3 separate regions of the Mus musculus genome follow, and all the other regions are linked to region 3. A link is a contact called in public HiChIP or PLAC-seq and promoter capture Hi-C data. All regions are on one chromosome and are shown on one strand. The core of a region is the stretch at or near the end of the contact, and the rest is flanking DNA. Distances in the headings are between cores, read along the strand shown. Region 1 holds the start of Akip1 (A kinase (PRKA) interacting protein 1). Region 2 holds the start of Usp47 (ubiquitin specific peptidase 47). Region 3 holds the start of Mrvi1 (MRV integration site 1).

Evidence for each region. HiChIP or PLAC-seq counts read pairs in DNA pulled down with a chosen protein or histone mark. Capture Hi-C pulls out chosen DNA fragments and counts their contacts.
Region 1: a contact with region 3 is called in a promoter capture Hi-C map of liver, with 3 times the contacts expected there. The contact joins the promoter of Akip1 here to the promoter of Mrvi1 in region 3. A contact is called at or near these places in 1 of 39 promoter capture datasets (pre-B cells) and 1 of 9 other capture datasets (liver).
Region 2: a contact with region 3 is called in an H3K27ac HiChIP or PLAC-seq map of embryonic stem cells, with 4 times the contacts expected there. The contact joins the promoter of Usp47 here to the promoter of Mrvi1 in region 3. A contact is called at or near these places in 2 of 39 promoter capture datasets (hippocampal neurons and liver) and 2 of 115 datasets of contacts at active chromatin or transcription factors (embryonic stem cells and extraembryonic endoderm stem cells).

Annotation. Positions count from the first base shown.
Region 1 is chr7:109,702,186-109,705,099 of GRCm38.p6, forward strand. It overlaps Akip1 (A kinase (PRKA) interacting protein 1), which reads left to right and starts at 1,493. Exons shown (of 6, transcript NM_020616.2): 1 at 1,493-1,591; 2 at 1,761-1,985; 3 at 2,766-2,846. The coding sequence starts at 1,767. It also overlaps a transcript of Denn2b not described here.
Region 2 is chr7:112,022,246-112,025,270 of GRCm38.p6, forward strand. It overlaps Usp47 (ubiquitin specific peptidase 47), which reads left to right and starts at 1,261. Exons shown (of 29, transcript NM_001357952.1): 1 at 1,261-1,501. The coding sequence starts at 1,463. It also overlaps Gm3960.
Region 3 is chr7:110,980,911-110,983,955 of GRCm38.p6, forward strand. It overlaps Mrvi1 (MRV integration site 1), which reads right to left and starts at 1,551. Exons shown (of 21, transcript NM_194464.3): 1 at 1,103-1,551.

The DNA of each region.
Region 1 (2,914 bases), core at 243-2,742, 1.3 Mb before region 3:
TGCTCAAGAGAAATGAAAATATTTAGTCTTAGAATGCATTATCAGAATAGGCCTCCAGGATGGAAATAGTTCCAAGTGATGAATAAACAAAATACAGTATATTCATATAATGGAATATTATTTATCCATAAAAAGGGATGACAATGTACTATATACTATAACTCAGACAAGCCTCAAAGTAATCTAAATGAAAGAGACCGGTCCAAAGGGCCACATACCATATGATTTTATTTGTATGAATCGCCAGAAAAAGGCAAATTTATGGGGATGTCAATCAGAATAGAGGCTACCTAGATCCTGAAGTTGAAGTGAGAATCATTCATCAATAAGAACTAGACTACTTTTTACTCATTTTTTATGTGTGTGAATGTAGTACATGTGTGCCAAAGAAAGTGTATGGAGGTCTGAGGACAACTTTTGGGAGTCCGTTCTCACCTTCTGCCATGTGTAAGGCAGGGTCTTGCTTGTTGCTACTGCTAGACTATATAATTCAAGGTGTCTAGTCCAGGAGTTCTAGCCAATTTCCTGTCCTCACCTCTTATGTCACTGTTGCAGGGTAGGGCTGACAGATGCACACTACAGATCCTGGCTTCTGGCATGGATTTCAAGGAATCTCAGGTAGCTAGGTTTGTGGGCAAATGTTTCTCTATTCACACTACTTAAGGACTGAGAATTCCTTTGTGTCCTGTGAGGGACCCACCCCGCACTGAGCAATGTTCCTTAAAGTGGAACTTTCTCCCCATTCACGCCCTGCTGCTCACCAGGGGGTGTCACTCCCGCTGAGACCCAGGGCTTTCACCATAGCCCCATGGTGTTCTGAAAGGTATCTGATCCATTTCTTACTTTAAAAAGTGATACGATTGATGCTTGAATGGTAGGTCCAGATCCCAGGACCAAAGAGACTGAAAGCCAGCCTGGTCTACATAGTGAGGGTTTGCACAGTGAGACTGTCAAAAACAAACAAACAAATAAACCTCCAACAAAATTGTGTGAATCTGTTCTTCCAAGGGAGGAATGAGGAAGCTGCAGGAAGGGAATGACGGGATTCCCCACTCACCACTCCACTACATCCTCTACCAACCTGCCAAGAAATACCTGCCATCCCCTGGAGTCTTACCAGTCCCCTCACCCACAGTTCCAAGACCTCCGTCTGGCCTCCATCCCCAGCCTTGAGAGTTCTTCTGACAGAATGCCCTTTCCCCAGCACTACCTCCTCAGTCGCGTTGGTCCGCTAGCCTCATCACCTCCTCACACAAAAGTGGTTCTGGAGTGGCGAGACCCCTGAATACGGTCCGCATGCACCTACTCTCACAAATGTTTTTAGCGCAACGAGTCACGGGATCCACACTGACCTGTCGCGGCAAGAAAGTCCTCGAACGACAACAAGCGCCCGCTTCGCGTCTGAAGCTGATTAAGGCTGGGCCCACGTGCCCCTCGACCCGGCCCCGCCCACACCGGCTCCGCCCATCGCCAGGCCCCGCCCACGGCGCGCAGCAGTTAGCTTGGCAACTGGCGCGAAAGAAGGGCCGCGGGAACACGGAAGGCGTGTCCGTGTGAGCGCTATGCGCGTGCGCCCGGAGAAGCAGGCCGGGTGAGGGGCTGTACCCAGGGTCTGAGAGGCGGAAGTGCAAGGGGCAGGGGTCCTGCCTGCTAGTTCCTCCCCACTTGGATTGCGCGATGCAGGCGAAGGGGGAGTTGGGGTCGCGGGGAAGTTGCCGCCCGGATCCGGGCCTAGTTGACTTGTCTGTGTATGTGTCCAGGGAGACATGGAATACTGTCTGGCGGCCGCGGCGCTGAACGGAGTGGACCGGCGCTCGCTCCAGCGCTCTGCTCGGCTGGGGAGGGAAGTATTGGAGCGCGCCAAGAGGAGGGCAGTGGACTGGCATTCTCCAGAGCGATCCAGAGGCAACGTGGGGGTCCTTTACCGCCAGGGCCCCTACCAGGAAAGATGGTCGGTCCCTGGTTCCCAGCGCCTCCTAGGAGAGGTGAGGCCGGGAGCTGGGGGACTGTCTAGTCATTCTCCGCCGCCACTGGGCGGGAGGAAGCCTCCCATGTCCAGAAGATGTAACGCATTGGAGCAAAAGTGGAAACGTTGTTTGGAAACTGCTTTTGACACGGTCTCGTATAGCCCAGGCTGGCCTTGAACTCTTGCCTACGATTTAGGTACTAGTATTAAAGAGGTTGTGTACAAGCACGGTGTGACCCAATTCTTTTTGAATAACAAAAGAATAGTAGTATTCTGCTTACTTATAACATAAAATTTCTTACCGGGTGTGGTGGTGCACACCATTAATCTCAGCATCCAGGAGGCAGAAGCAGACAGATCTCTTGAGTTCGAGATTAGCCTGTTCTACATAGCAAGTTTCAAGCCATCGTGTGTTACCTAGTGAAACCCTGTCTAAAGTAAATAAATACAATTCTTAGTGTGGTGCCAGAACTTGGGAGGTCGGGGCTAAGGATCAAGTACAAAGTCTTCCTAGTGTACATGTGATCTTGTCTCAAAAAATCATAAACAACAATAACAGTTCTTTCCCATTACTCAATAGTGAGTAAAGCCAGCCAACCAGTTATTTTAGTTCCTGGATAAATTGCACATCTAGTTTACAGAGTTGGATTTTTTTTTTTTTTTCTCAGCAAGATCCTTCTTACCAGTTTCAGCTTGCAGAAGCTTTCCTAAAAGTGAAAAAGGGCTATTTCTCAAATGATGTCCTTCTCCAGTAGGGGATTTGTAGGTCTCACCTATGACTTGCCATTTATTACAACAGAGAGAAGAAAGGTGCCCAACCCTTAGCTCTTCCTTCGGAGCAATGGCTGAATTCATGGACTATACTTCAAGTCAGTGTGGGGTAAGTTGGTGTGATCTGGACTTGGGAAGAATCAGTCATCTCTCCCAGGACCTATAGTCCTTCATGGG
Region 2 (3,025 bases), core at 11-2,510, 1.0 Mb after region 3:
GGTTACCTTTTTCAGCTTATGACAGCTATTAAAGCCAAGTACAGAAATAACCTGAACACTGAATCAGATATTTTAATAAGTGTTTCACAAAGAATTAGCTTTTAAAAAACTAATGAAACCTAGTCAATCAGAGTGCGTTCACTAAATATTTTCAGTAGGGTTAATGGATTTTTTTATACCATTACTACTTAAAATCTCGTTTATTTTAAATGTCTGTCTTTGCTATAATTTTTAGAATTTGTAGATGTTTTACAGTGCCACAAATAGCAGAATTCTAATAAATCTTACATAACTGTATAGAGAGCTTTTCTTGGGTGTGGGGTGTTCAATAGTAACAAGTTTGGCGAACCAATAGCATAGGTAAAGGAGTTGGCGCTGTGGATGCTGGGTACATGGCACAATGGAATTAACTCAGCAGGCTGTAAGAGGACTAGTTTGCCAAAAGTCTTCATGAAAGACGTCTCACTGGGTCTTCATAATGGAAGGAGTGCGGTGAAGGAAAATGACTAATAGGAGATTTGTTTGGTCAAACACATGGTATTTACCGTCTGGGGAGATTACAAAAAAAAACATATTCAAAAGGACAGCACAGGTTGAAGCGCACCACAGCTCTGCTCTCAAAAGGCTCCCTCAGACTTGGCCCTGTAGGAGGATGACAGCAAGCCACCCAGAAGGGTGCAGGGGAGCACCTCTAAGTGTAGTGACCCCTCTTTAAGGGGCTCCAGGGGCTAGCTGATGGGCACCGAGGTCCCTAAGGAGAGTGGGGCGGCCACGAAAACATGACAGACGAGGACCAGAGCCTTGAGGGCGAAAGCCAGAAAGGCGATTTCTCTACAAGGCGCGTTGTTTACCAGCTCGAGGCCAAAGGTTCCTCAAGTGGGGCTGCAGCGGGGTCGCTGGAGACCAGGAAAGAGTCTGGGGACTGCAGGGCTGAAAGGGGGGCTTTGAACTGGAGCTCGTTCGTGACGCAGGGGCCTCGTCCCTCCCTCGGCCGACAGAGGGAGCCGGAGGATGGGAGGACCGGCTTCCCCGTAGTGAAAAGCGCCTACACCGGCTCTCAACCAGCGTAGCGCGGCGTACCCCGGGGCTGAGCAAGAGGTGAGAAGATCCCGAGCTCACGACGGCCGCCTGCATACCCCAGGCGCCAGACGCCGGGCCGCGCGCCCACTGCGTTGAATTCTCGCGAGAGCGGCGGCCGCCATTTTTCCATTGATTGCCGCGGGCCGGGGGAGGGGCGGCGGCGGCGGCGGCAGCGGCGGCGGCAGCAGCGGCGACGGCGGCGGCGCCCTGGGTCGGTGTCTGCGCGCTGGTGTCTAAGGCCTGAGCGGAGGCCTCCTCAGTTGCTGGAGCGCAGGCGGCTGGGAGGATGACTGTCGCTGCCGTTCTCTCCTGAGACACAGCCGCCGCCACCTCCACCAGGCCCCCGCAGGCAGGGCGGAGACGAGCGGTCGGAGTCTGAGCGATGGTGCCCGGCGAGGAGAACCAACTGGTCCCGAAGGAGGTGAGGGGCCGGCGGGCCAGACTAGGCCCGAAGCCTGCGGTCCGCTCGAAGTCGTGCAGGCCCCGAGCGGGAGGCAAGGCTAGGGCCGGGCAGGCGTGGGGCCGGGTGGACGGTGGGCGCGGCGGGCAGTTGGAGACCGCTGGTTCCCGGGGCCACGTAGCCGAGGGAGAGCTCCGGCTGCGAGGGGCTAACGCATCAAAGACTGGACCCGAGGAGTTGGGTTCTGCTCCCGGGGGTGGGGGGGAGTATTGCGGAGAGAAAGTGGCCTTTGAAGTCCAGACTTCACACACGTCGAGCCGAGAGAGTTAAGAGAGATCGTTTCAAAGAAAACATTCTGGAACAGTTGCCCGTGGGCAGGACGGGGTGACGGTGCTGCTTCTGGGGTTTGACAGCGTATAGCTTACGGGGCTTGTGAAATCGACACCTAAGTTGAGATCTGTGGGAGGGCAGACTTAACTGTTAAAGAGTTGTCGGTCTCCCCACCCCCCTCCCCCCAGCCTCCATTCCCCCTCCTGTTACTTCGTAGTACTATCGGCCAGCCTAAATGGGGCCTACCCAGGATCGTTGAAAAAGTAGTTAAGTGGGGCTTGAACGGGAGGGTAAGAGATAGCCGAGTTAATTTCACCATATGGAGAGACGAAACGTTGTTTTTGTGTGTAATTTTGGTCTTTTTCTGGTGTTGCCAACTTGGGTGACTTAAATTCTTAAAAGCGAGTGACATAAGACTCCCGGACTTCTTGGCTTCCCTTGAACAGTCAGTAGTAGAAGATTAAAGGTAGAATCCTGCACTGGCCAGTGGATTTCGACATATTAATAGTCCGTTGGCTTTATAAATATCCTCAGCATATTCAAACATGTATTTTTAACTGCTGGTCGTCAGGCTTAATGCTTTGGACTTTTATATCTCATATACCTTAAATAGATGCCAAGTGTTAAGTTGAAATTAGGATGGTAGGATCTTGATATTTATACACGATCATTTCGGATTCCTAAATGTTTAGGTTTTGTTTGTTTGTTTTTTAATTGTAGCAATTTGTTGCTACACAGACAACCCCTGGCACAATGCAAAGTGACTTTATTTTGTACCTGAATAGTTAAAATTTCCCATCTTTCCTTAGATGGATAATAAGTTGATTTTTAGGGTTTTGTTTTGCCGTTTTGAGGTAGGATCTTACTATGTGGACTTTGAAGTACAGACTTGGCTGGCTTGGAACTCACTTGTAGATAAGCTGGCCTGGAAATTCTTAAGAGGTTTCCCTGTCTGTCTCCCCCGATGCTGGGATTAAAAGTGTGTGCTATCAAACTCAGTGGAGTGCCTGTTTGCTGTTTAAGGCTGAGTTGTGTGTGTGTCAGTATTTTATCTGTCAGACATCTCTAAGTCTCAGTACAGCAGATAAGCACGAACTAAAGATCTTGCCTCTGGAACAGTTTCAACAACTGAGAGTTAGGAAGTCGGGAATGTGAGTCCTCCTATGGTCCAGTCCGGCATTTTGAACTTTGTACTAAGTAACAAGGAAGGAAGGA
Region 3 (3,045 bases), core at 301-2,800:
GAGGCCACTATTGGAGGTGCTCACAGTTGTCAGGTGGGGACTGGTGTAGGCATGCTTTCAAATCCTAGCTCTGACCCTTCTTGTGTGACGTAGGCAAGGTGCTGAGATGATGAGGAACTGCACATGCCCCGCTAGTGTGTATCACCTCTTGTTGTGAGAGAGACTCTTCCTCCCAAGGCCTGCCTCACTCCTGCTCTAGCCTGGCAGCGCTAGCAGCTTTCTCCCTCTCCGGGCAAAATACAGCTCAGCCAAGTTCAGGGCTGCCTTGCTTTCTATGCCACCCGAGAGCTGTCTGAAGAGTGTTAAAGAGCAGCAGCTGTCACTTGTGGAGGCAGGAGCGCCAGCCAGGGGTCCTGGGGCCATGCTGCTGTTTATGCAGACTATGAGGCCTCTCCAGCTTTTACAACTGTTTACTGTGCAGGAAGCAGCCCAGCAGCTGGGCTTTTCCTGAGCCTCGCTCTGCTACCCTCTCTTTGAGAAAGTCGGCCCGAGTGCCACTCACTCTAGGACCTCTGGAGAGGTGCAAGCTAGGATGTAGGCACACACACACACACTCACACACACACACACACACACACACACACACACACACACACACACATATATATACAGAGAGAGAGAGAGATCTGTGAAAGGGGACATGATGTGGTGGGACAGGGGACAGATACAAAAAGAGAGATGTGACCAGAGCACAGGTCAGGAAGATAAAGCATAGAAATGGACAGAGTCAATGGTGAAGATGGCTGGACAAACGGGTTCACACGCAAGACTTGAGAGGGAACAAAGGAGAGACACGGGAAGCCCCAGGGAAGAAAGGCCAGCCTGTCTGCTTTGCACAGCACCGGGCATTTCTCTACTGTCACAAAGGATCCTGCAGGAGAGCCAGGAGTAAGGGGCTTAGTGAGCAGTCACATCTTTACCCCAAACTGTGCGTGCTTTCCAACAGCAAGTAGAAGGGGCAGGATTTAGTGAGGATCGTGAGTTTCACTTCTTATTTAAAACTTAAGACAGCAACAATAAAAAGACTCGGCTAAAATATCACCCAACCAGGCCACCTCCCATGCAACTTAAAGTTAAGTGCCCCCATCCCAGCGCCCTGTACCTTTAAGGAGGAGAAGACGCCTCTCTGCTTCCCTTGGGCTGAAGAGGCAGGTTATTCTAGGCAATAGCGATGACTTACCTAAAACTGAGTTATTCCCCTTTCCTCCCGGCCAGCCTCTCTTCACTCTGGGGAGCTTTTACCATTTAAGGTCAATGTTACATCTGGCTCCAGAGCTCCAAGCTGAAAAGCTCTGGCTGCAGAGCCCCAGCTGCCTGCCTCCTCCTCAGAGAGGGGCTGGATGAGGGGCTGGGACTGGGAACCAGTGTTCCACCAGGGCCCCCTGCAGCCTGGCTCTGGGTTGAAAGCAGGAGAAGCCTTCCAGCCAGCCTAGGGTTCAAGGAAGGTTGGGCCTGAATAGTAGCCCCTATCCCCAGGCTTTTGCAAGGGGCACCCCCATAGCCGATGGCAGTGCCTTGGGGCGGGGAGCAGTTGAAGATGCTGGACTCTGTCTGTGCCAGAGGGGTATGAAGGGGACATCTGCAGACCAGCCTCCCACCCCTGAGTGTCCAGCAAGCATGTGAGCCTAGATAAGATCCTGGCTCACCGCCAGCAGAAGCTGGGAATGTTTCCTGTCCCAGGGATTTGGAGGCGGAGGCTGCTCCCATCTTAAACCCTCGGGATTGCTAGAGAGAACAGGGGCATGGTGAGGGGGATTAACTAAGTCCAGGCCTGGCAGCAGCCCCAGGGGTCAGCCCCAGCTCCTCCACTTAACCATCCTGTAGCCTTAACATAGCAAATCTCAGTCTATTCATCTCTGAAGTGGGACAACAATGAAAAATCAGGACACTGTGGGTTAGGGTCTCATAGGTACTAGAAAGGCACGGAAGAGTTTCCAACCCTGAGTTACCTCAACTCCGGTGGGGAAAGCTGCCTTTCTTCTGCCACGCTTGGTCTTCATCCTCAATATAGTCCAAGCCTGGGATCACAGACTGTCAACCCTAACACAGCCACATGGGGGCCCCACAGCCCCTTCTGCAGTTAGAGACAGCAACAGAGAAGCCCTTGGGAGGGGTGGCCAGATAACCAGATACTCAAATTTAAATCTCAAACGAAATGCTATTATTTCCATATAAGGATGCCCCCAAATACATAATTGTACCACAAGATTGTATGTTGCTCATTTGAAGTTAAATGAAACTGGGCATTTTTACTGGCTAAACCTGAGAACTCCACAGCAGATTCACTTGTTGGTCCTGTGTGAGAGCTCTAAAGGGTATTACAAGAACTCCTGGGAGCCAGAGGCTAAAACTGAACCTAAGGCTTTGCGTGCTTGTGAGTGTATGCACACTTTTGTATGTGTGTAAGCCTCTTAGTAAACACCCACTCTATTCCTAACAGTGCACTTGATACTTTGCCTGGAAGCAAGTGTCTATCTCACAAGTGTCTTCTCAAACAGAATCATTACATCTTTCTTTTGAAAAGGAAATCGAGGCTCAAAGAAATAGATCTGCTCTTCAGATGCTCTGCAGCCTGAGTGCCAGGGCCTAGACATGAGCTGAGGTGGTTCCATCTACAACTCCTTCCTCTTTACCACCTACCACCCTCTCCACCATGGCTCTAACCGAAGGGGTCCTGTACGGCCTCGGTGAGTCTCTGAGCCAGCACTTGGCTGTGTTTCTCCTGGTGGTGGCCTGAAGCTTTCACCAGACTCGCAAGGCAGTCACCAAGTGACTTTTTAAAATTCACTTCAATTACAAGCATTTTATAAAACATCACTTGGTGACTGTGCAAAGTGGAGCAGACTCTATAAGAGGACACATCAGGGCTGACAAGGTTATAAGGCTTGTGCCCTTTGACCCAGTTCTACTTCTAGGAATTTATTTTATAAACAACTCCCACACTAGGGAAATGACAGATGAGCATGATTACCCGCTGCAGCATTGTTTATAAAAGCAAGGGATTAGGAATGGTATAAATGTCCGCTACTTGGGGGCCATAAAAGA